Linked DNA regions of Mus musculus: region 1 is linked to region 2. The links are chromatin contacts, called in public ChIA-PET maps. All regions are on one chromosome and are shown on one strand. Each heading gives the region's core, a stretch centred on a gene start, on an enhancer-like site or on the middle of the called end of the contact. The rest is flanking DNA. Distances are from core to core; before and after follow the strand shown. Region 1 overlaps Mapk1 (mitogen-activated protein kinase 1). Region 2 holds the start of Ppm1f (protein phosphatase 1F (PP2C domain containing)).

What was found. ChIA-PET counts read pairs in DNA pulled down with a chosen protein or histone mark.
Region 1: an RNA polymerase II ChIA-PET map of memory CD8 T cells shows a contact between it and region 2, with 29 read pairs. The contact joins the enhancer-like site here to the promoter of Ppm1f in region 2. A contact is called at or near these places in 2 of 39 promoter capture datasets (embryonic stem cells and hippocampal neurons), 6 of 484 Hi-C or Micro-C datasets (cortical neurons, embryonic stem cells, stem cell-derived epiblast-like cells and 1 more), 3 of 115 datasets of contacts at active chromatin or transcription factors (the SCID.adh cell line, embryonic stem cells and memory CD8 T cells) and 4 of 9 other capture datasets (adipose tissue, embryonic stem cells, liver and 1 more).

The regions. Positions count from the first base shown.
Region 1 is chr16:17,010,468-17,016,393 of GRCm38.p6, reverse strand. It overlaps Mapk1 (mitogen-activated protein kinase 1), which reads right to left. Exons shown (of 9, transcript NM_011949.3): 2 at 314-496. Among named protein-coding and RNA genes, the nearest start is that of Mapk1, 30 kb to the right of the region's middle. Within about 2 kb of position 3,908, at least 84 of the 459 cell types and tissues checked have an H3K27ac peak or open chromatin away from gene starts, as enhancers often do. A contact at or near this core is called in memory CD8 T cells, where this site is marked.
Region 2 is chr16:16,893,822-16,899,609 of GRCm38.p6, reverse strand. Ppm1f (protein phosphatase 1F (PP2C domain containing)) reads right to left here and starts at 3,141. Exons shown (of 8, transcript NM_176833.4): 1 at 2,986-3,141.

The DNA.
Region 1 (5,926 bases), core at 2,659-5,158, 120 kb before region 2:
CAAGCTGGGCAATAGTGGCGCATGCCTTTAATCCCAGCACTCAGGAGACAGAGGCAGGTAGATTTCTGAGTTTGAGGCCAGCCTGGTCTACAGAGTGAGTTCCAGAACAGCCAGGGCTATACAGAGAAACCCTGTCTGAAAAAACCCCAACCAACCAACCAAACAGCCAAACACCCCCCCCCCACACACACACAAAAACAAACAAAACAGAAACAACAAAAAAACCCTCTGTGCACTTTTTCTTGATTCCAAGTTATTTACTCTACAAAGTGACCAAGCAGCAGTGGCAGCAGCTAACTTTAGAAAAGGATACACATCTTTCATTTGCTCAATGGTTGGTGCCCGGATGATGTCATTGATGCCAATGATGTTCTCATGTCTGAAGCGCAGTAAGATTTTTATCTCTCTTAGGGTTCTTTGACAGTAGGTCTGGTGCTCAAAAGGACTGATTTTCTTGATAGCAACTCGAACTTTGTTGAGATTATCATAAGCAGAGCTAAAAAAAAAAAAAGAAAGTATGTATATGAAAATTAAAAATAGCTCACTGAATTACTTTGTAGAAGGAACACAAACTTGTAAAGTATTGAAGTTTTAACATCTGTCACATCTGTGTTGATAATTAGTTGATACCTATGGAAGCAGCAGATGTAAAGTAGCAGCAGATGCTGAACCTGACATTTAAGAGCTGCATGGCCTGTTCACGAGACGAATGCCCACTTCTATAAACCTGACACAGGAAACCACCACATTTTCCTACTGTCTTAAAGAGCAGATAACACTTTGATGAAAATGCCATTTCTGCCTCCAAAACAACTATCCATAGTTGTTACTGAATTCTCTGACACAGCAGAAACACCAAATACCACCAACCACATCTTTATCCCTAAAAAAACAAACAAACAACAGTTTTAGAAAGCTTTACTGCCCTTTATCAACCTCTTTCTCCGCCTCTAAATTGTATTTTATGTGTATGGATGTTTTGTCTGCACACTATCTGTACACCTCATGTGTACAGTGGCTTTGGCAAGCATCAGATCCTTTGGAACTAGAGTTCCAGGCAGTTGCTAGCTGCCATATGGGTGCTGGAAATAGAACCTGGGACAAGAGCAGCCATCTCTCCAGCCCAATTACCAACTTTCTTATAAGCAAAACACAGGTCTATTTCTGGTTGTTACTAGGATAATTTTCTAACAAAATCTACAAAGTAACCTTCACAGCCATAGGATGGGAGTTTTTTCCAAGCTATACTTAAGACCCAACTACATAATCCGAAAAGAAGGAAGCAAAATCTTGCTTTTAATTTTAGGATGGTTTAAAAGTTTAAATATAACTACTATCTTTTTTTGGGGGGAGGAGGTCATGGGCCAACAATTTACCTAAATATTTTCTACAAAAGCATTTTATATTAATGTCAACAACTGACCAGTGACTAAAGCACTAAAAATACTGGCAAGCAATAAAATATTTCCTTGTTTCCTTACTAAGTGCTTAAAAAAATGAAATGGTATTTACTGACATCACTACTGATGCCTCTGACTGAGTGTAAAAGTCTGTTTTAGGAGTAGACTTGTCAGTGGCTGCAACCATCTCACAATGCTATTACAGGCTGTGCTGTCCCAAAGCACTTTGAAATGATACACAGTTCTTAAACAGGATGACCATTTAAACATTATTTTCCTTGGTTTGGTAGACGAGGGCCCAAAGCAGTGGTTCATGAGGAGGCAAGCAAAAGCTTGTATAGTTTAGGCAAGTGTACTCAATATTGGGATCTACTTTTAAAGATAAACACCCCCTTTGATAATCGTAACAAGAGCGAGTTTACAGTTAAAACAGGTTTGGGATTGTTGGCTCTGTGCTAGAAAGCTGCCTGGTAGCAGCATAAAGCCCTGGAATTTGATCCTTCAGCATGGTAAAAGTTAAAATTAAGTAAAAGGAAACTTGTAAAACACTGGCCAGAAGAAATTTGACATTATAAATTCTTATTTTTTATAGAACACATTAGTCAAATCTGGTTTGCTTTACAAAATTATAATCTACCAGGACTGGTTTTCATTTGTTTATTTTTATGGCAGGGTCTTTCTTGCTATGACTGTTCTGGAACTCAGATCAGGTACCTCTGCCTCAAGAGCTAGGATTAAAGGTATGGGCACCACAATGGGCTTATCTAAAAAAGTGCTGTTAGAAAAGAATTAAGCATCAGTGTGGCCTTCTACTGTATCACCCGACTTGATAGTGAAATAACCAAACTGACTTCTTTATTGAAAGTGTGACACCATCTTCTTCCACCCTCACTTTCTGACTCTGCTCAGAGTGTGGCCTGATCCTGTTAATACAGGCAGACATACATGCAGGCAAAACACTCATATGCATATAAATAAAATACAATTAAAAAGAAAAGGCAAAGAGAGCCTACCTAGAGCATCTGTCCTGATGGCGCACATCAATCATCCCAGCATTATCTTTGAGTTTGAGGCCAGTCTGGTCTATATATTGCAAGTTCCAGGACAGCCACTGAGAGAACCTGCCTCAAAATGCAGTGGGTGGGGTAGAGACATGGCTCAGTGGTTAAAAGTTCATAATGTTCTTCCAGAAGGTTCAAGTTCAGTTCAGAGCACAACTCCTGGATTAGGTTTGAGGCCTGCTCTACAGAAGAGCTGTGTCTGGTGCTATAAATCTAGTCAAAGAGTCCATGGCCAGGAAAATTATATGTATACTAACTCCCTTTCCTAATTCTGTTAACTCAACATCTACTAATATCTTGCTGTTATTAAACTGCCTTTTAAATATATTGATACCCTTAATTCTCAATGCTTCAGTCAAGCTTAGAAGAGAAACTTCTTTCTGTAGTAGGTAGCTAGCAGGCAATGCAGAGACTTTCAAGTGGTCAAAGCACTGAAAGTGACCGCTGAATGCTTAGCTCTCATTTGGACATCTGTATCATGCTCCCCGAGGCTCAGAAAGTATCATGGAGGATGGCAGAAAACATGTAAGAGCTGGAAGATGGGGAAGAGAGAATGCTGTGGAAGGTTGTATATGCTCAAGCCGATCAACACGTCAGCACGAATGAGTGAAGGGCTCAGGATGATCTGATGAGAACAGTTAAGGAGCAATTGGCAAATGATGGCTGCTGAGGGAAGTGACTTTTTTCTTTGTGGGAATAGCCAATGTGGGTTGCCTAGCTTCTGGTAGATGCCCCCCCACCCCACATTCATGTCTATGTAGGCTGGATGCAAAAGTTATAAGAAAAACACAAGTATAAGACAGTGGGAGGAGAGATACGGTTTGGATATGACCTAGGTACATTGCATATATGCACAAAATCATCCAAAGTACATGGAAGAATTTAAATGTGTGTCTAGGACCTTTTGAATTCATGGTCTATTCCAGGACCGAGATGGGTTGGAACAGATTTAGAAGCACATTGACCAGCAAATAAGGGATTAAAAGCCTACAAATTCTGAATATTATTTAAGATGCTTTGTAAATAGGGGGAAAAAAAGAGAATCAACATGAGTCAATTATGAACAAGTCATGGTAAACCAACTTCATTTCCTGTTTTGATAGGGTTACCATAGCAACAAGAGTGTACTGGTCACAGCTTCTGGAGAACTCAAGCTACTTGAAATGTACTTCCCATTTGAGAGACTTCATCATAAGTGTGTTGGAGAGGGGAAAGTTCCTGCTCCTGAGAAGCTCTGAATTTAATGAGGAAAACACACACACACACACACACACACACACACACACACCCTACAACCCTTACAGAAATACACTTGCTAAACACGAAGAGAATCTGGGTAAATTAATTCCAAATAAGGACAAAGAAATGAAAAGTTGGGTCCCATGGTGCACATCTTTAATCCAAGCACCCAGGAGGCAGAGGCAGTCAGGACTATATGGAGAAACCCAGTTCAGGAAAAAACAAAGACCAAAAAAGAGTCCAACTGAGTCTACACAGGGAGTGCAAAGCACTCATATATACAATGAGACCCTGTCTAAAAGAAGAAAGAGGGCTGGACAGTGGTGGCGCACACCTTTAATCCCAGCACTTGGGAGGCAGAGGCAGGCAGATTTCTGAGTTCAAGGCCAGCCTGGTCTACTGAGTGAGCTCCAGACAGCCAGGGCTACACAGAGAAACCCTGTCTCGAGAAAAAAAAAAAAAAGTTAAAAAGAAGAAAAAGGGAAAGCAGGGTGGGGGAGTAGGGCAGCAAGTAGGCAGACTGCCCTATAGAAACCACATCCTATACGAGTAGACTTTTTCTCTTAAAATTTATTTATTTATTGTATATAAGTATACTGATGGTTGCTGGGAATTTAACTTAGGACCTCTGGAAGAACGGTCAGTGCTCTTAACCACTAGGCTATTCTCTCCAACCCTAGGAATAGACTTTTTACACAAAAGCAGGGGTACAAGCAATTTAGAAACATATGGAAAGAAAAGGGGCCAGAATGACTATGGGACCACTGACCTCACCCGCACCATCCCTTTCCAGAAGGAACCATGCTCACCCACAGCCCCCGATTTCTCTCTCAGAAACTATGCAATTCATGTGTAGCAGGACACTCTTGTTCTGGAGCTCCACTGAGGAGAACATTGTGGCCAAGCAGAGGAGTATGCTGTGGGTGTGCTCTCCTGTTGGCACAGGACTCTAAGTAGCTTAAGAATATTCTAGTTAAGCCTTATAAAAATAAGCATTAAGAAAATATAATACTCATCACAGTAGGAAGAACATATATTCCATTTACTATTTCTTAACTTGATTTTTATAGTATGCAGGATTCCATAGCTTTACCCTAGGTTTTACAAACAACAGAGGCAGAAATGGGTGGGAGGTATATCCCTTTAACGTAGGACTCAAGAATGATTTACATATATGTACATCTATATGTTTGTATATATGAACAAATGAATATGATGAGGGTGGACCCCTGTGTATTGTAGGCAAGCGTTCTACATCAAGTTACATCCCTTGCCTATCTGACTTAGAGATCTAAAGATGACTGTGGATCATGTGCTGGATACCATGGTTCTCAGAAGTGCAAGAGTCACAGAAGCCATAGCAGGTTTCACTGTTAAGGGGAAAAGCTGGGAAAAGAGATCTGGGGACATGACTCAGAATAAGTAATGATAAGTCAGTTAAGGGCAGTAAGAAACTAAAACAATAAAAGACTAAGAACCCTTATCCAACTATTAAACTATGTGTTTACTCAGACAGACTAAGAGGGGAAGAGAACGGTATTTCAGAAGTCAGAAACGTGAAACTTGAAACTGAGATAGAGAAGGCTAAGAACTGGAAAGCATTCTCTCAGTCTACAGTGAAATGAGGTTGGATGACTTTGGTGCTATAAGAAAACGAAGGGAAGGCAGATATGAGTGGAAAGAAAAGTGCTTTTAAAAGATGATAACAGGAGCTAGAGAAAGTACCCAAGAAGCTAAAGGGATCTGCAACCCTATAGGTGGAACAACATTATGAACTAACCAGTACTCCGGAGCTCTTGTCTCTAGCTGCATATGTATCAAAAGATGGCCTAGGCGGCCATCACTGGAAAGAGAGGCCCATTGGACACGCAAACTTTATATGCCCCAGTACAGGGTAACGCCAGGGCCAAAAAAGGGGAGTGGGTGGGTAGGGGAGTGGGGGTGGGTGGCTATGGGGGACTTTTGGTATAGCATTGGAAATGTAAATGAGCTAAATACCTAATAAAAAATGGAAAAAAAAAAAAAAAAAAAAAAGATGGCCTAGTCAGCCATCACTGCAAAGAGAGGCCCACTGGACTTGCAAACTTTATATGCCCCAGTACAGGGGAACGCCAGGGCCAAAAAGGGGGAGTGGGTGGGTAGGGGATTGGGGGGGTGGGTATGGGGGACCTTTGGGATAGCATTGAAAATGTAAACGAGGAAAATACCTAATTAAAAAAAAAAAGA
Region 2 (5,788 bases), core at 1,892-4,391:
CCACAAATGAAGAACCAGGTCATAGTTTTCCTTCTTTGGGGTCTAGCTGAGGCAAAGAAAAAGAGTGATATTCTTTCCCATTTACCTTTTTTCCAATAAGCCCCTAAATCTGATGCATGCCTCTCTAAGGGAACAAAACAACCCTGCTCTGAAGCCCATACCTGGAGAAAAAGGATCTGATGGTGGCAGAAAGAACTGGTGAAGGGCATGGCCCCATTAGGACTGCTGGATGGGACGGTGGTAGCTGGCTGGCTAGTAGTCAGATGGACAACGGAGTCTGGGGAGAAGCTGGGGTGGGCAGAGTGCTGGGTTGGGGGAGCTGTTTGATTTCAACAGAATCCACAGTTGCAAAGGACTCAGAAAGAGAGGGCCATGTGCATGAGTGTGTGTAAGTCAGTAAGCAGGGCTGCACTGCTTTGATTGGTTTGGCCAGATTGACACTTGGCTGGGTCCTCCCGGTTCTGGTATGTGTGCCTCTCTGTACGTATGAGCTAGCAGTTGCTCCTCAGACTCTGAACTTAGGGTCTTTGTGTCTCCTCCCTGCCAGTATTGGGATCACAGGTATGCACCACTTCTGGTGTATGTGGTGCTGGAATTGATCATGCATGCTAGGCAAGCAGTCTATCAAGAGAGCTTTACCCCAACCCCCTCTCCCCCCAGAACTCTTATTTCTCTATTTGTAACTGGCTGCTAGGAATAGTCTGGTATAAATCCTTCTAGATCTTAACCAATATCTTACTACATACATGGAAAAGATTTTATTTATATTTATAAATGCTTATTATAAAGATTATAGCAAAATATACATTAAAAACTATCACTTGGGCTGGTGAGATGGCTCAGTGGGTTAGAGCACCCGACTGCTCTTCCGAAGGTCCAGAGTTCAAATCCCAGCAACCACATGGTGGCTCACAACCATCCGTAACAAGATCTGACCCCCTCTTCTGGAGTGTCTGAAGACAGCTACAGTGTACTTACATATAATAAATAAATAAATCTTTAAAAAAAAAAAACAACAAAACTATCACTTTAGTCTGGCATGGTGGTTCATGCCTATAATCCTACCACTTGGGAAACCATTACCAACCACTTGGGAAACCGACGGAGCCTTGACATCAGTTTGGTGCTAGTCTGGGCTACTGAGTAAAACCTTGTCTCAAAAAAAACAAAAACAAAAACAAAAAAAAAAAAACCAAATCAAAACCAAACCAAGCAAAAACTAAAATACCCTCCCCCCAAACAAACAAAAACCAAAGGGTGTGGAGTAGGGTTTGGACGGGTAGCTCAACTGGTGATACTTGCCTTGAAGGCACAGGCCCTAGGTTCCTCGATAAAACTGGACATGGTGGTGAACACCTACAATTCCAGTGCTTGGAAGATAGAGCCAAATGGAGATAGATTACAAGTTCAAGTTCAATCTTAGCTATATTATGAGTTGGAGGCCAGCCTGGGCTCCATGAGACCCTGTCTCAAAACAAAACAAAAATGCCAAAACACACTTTAAGACTATGTTTCTTTCTATTGGTGCTGGAAATTCAACCTACAGAACATATGCACGCTGAACATAGATGGACTCCACCCCAGCCATGTCTACACCCCCCCCCCCCACTATCTTTCATGGGCTGTTCTGTGCAGCCATATTATTGTGCTGCCATTTTTCTTTTGAAAGGGATCCTAAGCTCCATGTGGTCAGTGTCCTGGCTGTTTGTGCTCAGCAGGCCTGCATGGCCACTAGAGTGAGGTAAGCAGCCTGAGGTCTGGGGGGATCACACAGGAAATGAAAACTCTCCCTTAGTACACTGGGTAGCAAAGACAGTCTTCCAGAAAAGACTGGCTTCAGGCAACATCACAGAGGAATTCTGCAAATTAATCTGTTGTGGGAGGTTAACAGTTATTAGAACAATTGTTTTGTTTATGTCTCAGAACTGTGTGGGAAAACATGCCATCAGGTCATACTGCAGTTGAAAAAAAAACCAGGTGGTAGGAGGAAAGTGTTACTCTAAGGTCACAAATATTAGTTGTCACCAAAGCAGGACTCAGTTGAGGAATCTGGTGCCCAGTGACTTGGCCACTTCCATCCCAGTTTGCCGCTGAGTAAAAGTAAAATTTGACGATGGGAGGAATATGAACACTGAGACCATGAGGTAGAGGCAGCTCTCGTTCAGTTCCTTAGGTGGGAACAGTTCACAGGGCTGTCCCAGGGCACATTGTGAACACATCTGTTAATCAAGGGGCCTAGAAATAGGCGGCCTTGGTAGGGCAGACCACTGCCTTCCACTGGGCCTCACTAGATGTTAGTCTGCAGAAATCCTTACAATCCCTTTTCTCCTCATTATACGGAGAGCTTAGGGGGCTGGCCTGAGACCACACAACTGTAACGGTGAAGCCCAAGGCTCTCAGGACTGAGGCTCTACTGCAATCTAGCCCAATGGCTTCAGCCTGCGTCTTGAAACCAGGTGGTAAGTAAAACACTAGCTTTAAATACACTTAGGGACGCCACTGGGCTGGGCATTCAGGTTGAAAATGTGGTCCCAGTCCGGGTCGTCACTAGTAGGGCTGAGGGTAGGGCCGTGGGCCTAGCCCTCATGTTTTGGAAGATAAGAGGGAATGATCCTTGAAAACAGGATTGTCACTCCTTGGTACTGTTTTGCCTCACAGCTCTCAGCCTCCTCCTGGACCTCGGTTCAGACACAGCCCTGGGGGAGGGTGTCAATGGATTCCCAGTTCCGTGCCTTTAGTTTCCGACGCCTTGCCACCAGGGCCCGGCGGCGGCTTGCTCAGATTTTTTGCTCACAGCTATCCCCCAAAGTCCCATGGGCTCAGGCACCCGAAACCGGTCTTGGCCTTAGTGCTTTCTCACCTCTCCATTTCGTCCTCAGTCTCATTTCACTTTCGTGCATCTCAGGCCCCCACATGACCCCCACCCTAGTCCGAGTCTTCCACCCTCACCCTCGCTCTTCATCCCTTGCACCCCGCGGGCCTCACCTGCCAGCCTGCCGCAGTGCTCCCCACGAGCTGCTCTGGGCAGCCCCGCCTACTTCCCGTCCTAGGCGCCGCAGGCTCTGCGCAAGCGCAGTCGGGCCTCGGGCGCACCTCTGCTGCCTCCTGCTGGTCCCTCTGCTCTCTTGTTTCAGGGACGACAAGAGCCCCAATAGCCAGTGCGTTGCTACACTTCTCCAGCCTTGACTGGGCAGAAAGCAGTCCTTGCTTCACAATGCTCAGTCATTGCTTCACAACGTGTGTGGTGATCAGTCTCAGGGCAGTGATGCGGCTTCATACTGCTCAGGACTGGCCACCCATCAGAGACTTTAGAAAATATTTTCATGTATAACATTATATTCATTTTATACCAATGAACGTGTACACTGCCTGTGTACAGTGTGGAGAGTACCCCTTCAAGTTTCATTGTGGTCCTGCCCACTTAACCACAGGCCCCAGGGGCTTTGTGGTTAAGGGTTCCAGGCCCTTTGTGCTCAGCAGGACTGCATGGCCACTGAGAATTCGTTGAGCAGCTTGAGCTCTGGGGCTATAAAGCAGGAAATGAGACACTTTTCTTAGTGCACTGGGTAGCAAAGGCAGTCTTAAAGACAAGGTTGGCTCCAGGTTGTCACCTGGCTTTTAAAACAATTGTTCCGGCATGGTGACGCAAGCCTTTAATCCCAGCATTTGGGAGGCAGAGGCAGACAGATTTCTGAGTTCGAGGCCAGTCTGGTCTACAAAGTGAGTTCCAGGACAGCCAAGGATACACAGAGAAACCCTGTCTCGAAAAACAAAAACAAAACAAACAAAAAAACCCAATTGTTTGTTTTGTTTATGTCTCAGAACTGTGCTGACAAGCACATGCCATCAGACCCCATTGTCTTAGGAACTTGTCACCTGATTAGGTTTCAGGGAACCCATGAGCCTGGGGAACCAATAGATGGGTGTGTGTACTGGCATGGTGGGGAGAATGTCTGTCTGCTACGCAAGTAGAGTCCTGGTTCATTCAACCTGATTAAGGTTTGAGGTCATTTATAACCTGATGAGGTAGAGGGTGATACAGAGAAGACAGCAAAAGCAGGCACTAGGAACCTGGCCCTGTTAGGCTCTAGGCCAAGGACATATCTGTAATGTACCCTTTCCTGAGGTTGCTGTCACCATGATTGTCTTGTTTGTAGTCTACTATGCCAAAGCCTTTACTCTTGTTAAATTCCCAATATTAGCTATACCAACCAGCTTAGCTCAAACCTCTTCATCAAGACATGCCAAGCTGTGGGGTAGAGCCAGGAGGTCTCAGAGTGCTCAGTTCCAGGTCTCTCATCTGTGTCCTCTCCCAGTTCCCAAAATCCTTTCCCAGAAACCTGTTCTGAGCACTATGAGAGTGAGTGCAAACACTCCCTACCACACTAGCCTCTATCACTCAGAGACTGGCTGTATTACTTAGGCTTTAAAAATCTCAGGAAAGGACCTCAAACCCTTTGTTCTAGAATTTCCAGGCTCTTTACAATGGGGGTACAACTTGGTAATACTTCTGCTTAAAGGGAGCTGTTATGATTTGAAATCTGGAAGTCTCTTGAAAACTTGAGCTTTTGGGAGGTGAATGGATCATCAGGACGCTAACATCAGCAGATCAGTCTATTGGATTCATCATTCATAATAATGACATTATTAGGAGACAACGAAAACTAGGATGGAGGAAGGTCATGAGTATGTGTGCCCTGCAAGAGTGTATAGCTCTAGTCCCTGGAAAGGTCTATTTTGCCAGTCTTTCCTCTCTCCTCTTCTTAGCTACCAGAGATGACTCAAACTGAGCCCAAATCCATCTTTCTTCCTTTAAATTTTGCTCAGGTGTTTTATCACAGTGAGGAAAGGTGATTAATGGAATTTTGGCTCTCTCTTGGATATTAATTTTTCCCATAGGGCTAGAATGTATAGAAGAGGTCCACGGTGCCTTCTACAGTGCTGGGAGGATGTTGTACTTGACGAAACAGACTTCCTCATGTTAGTATGCACCACAATCTCAAGGTAAGAGAAACGGGACCTGCAGTGCCTGGGGGACAAACCACTGGAGAGCTAGCCTGTGAGATCTTGCATGCCTCCCACAATACAGGTCGCCCTGCAGCTCTGATCTCATCAGCTTCCAGAGCAGAAAAGGTGATGCCTAGGAACACAGCTGCTAAGACAGTTCACCTCTAGTCCTAATTGTTCTTGGCTGACAGGTTAGCAATGATAATGAGGCTGTACTGATGGGTGTGTGTGTATGTGTCTGAGGGGGAAGGTGACGGGGTCAGGAGTTTATAGAGTACAGCTTAGATAGCTAAGGGTATCTGCTAGAGTTCCACATAAAGGGGGCAACCGCAGGAAAAAACAAAGGGTACATTAAGAGGCCCATGTAGGTTGAAACCTCAGTATAGAATTTTAAAGATGGAATAACTAGTCTGGGTTTAAGGCCTGTAGGGCAGTCTTTCCCCAAGCCCAAACTAACCACATAACTGAGCTGTTTGTGTTCCTGCAGTCTGCTCACGATGGAATTGGGCCAAATGGGCAGAATAGCAAAGTCACAGCCTTGTGCTAGGTACTCAATTGAGATGTAGCTTATTCAGGTACCAGATTCTGACTGGAGTGGAGAGGATAGATTCCAAGTGTCTGTTCTGTCCTGTAGCTTATTACTTCTGTGCCACATTCTAACAACTTCTATACAGCTTCCTGGGCCACTGCCTGTGGGAAGCTTTCCCAAGGTATCGTCTTTGGTTGTATGGTCTTTTATGGTTGTCAGGGTTCAGGTGAAAAGTCTTGGTGGGGCTATGTG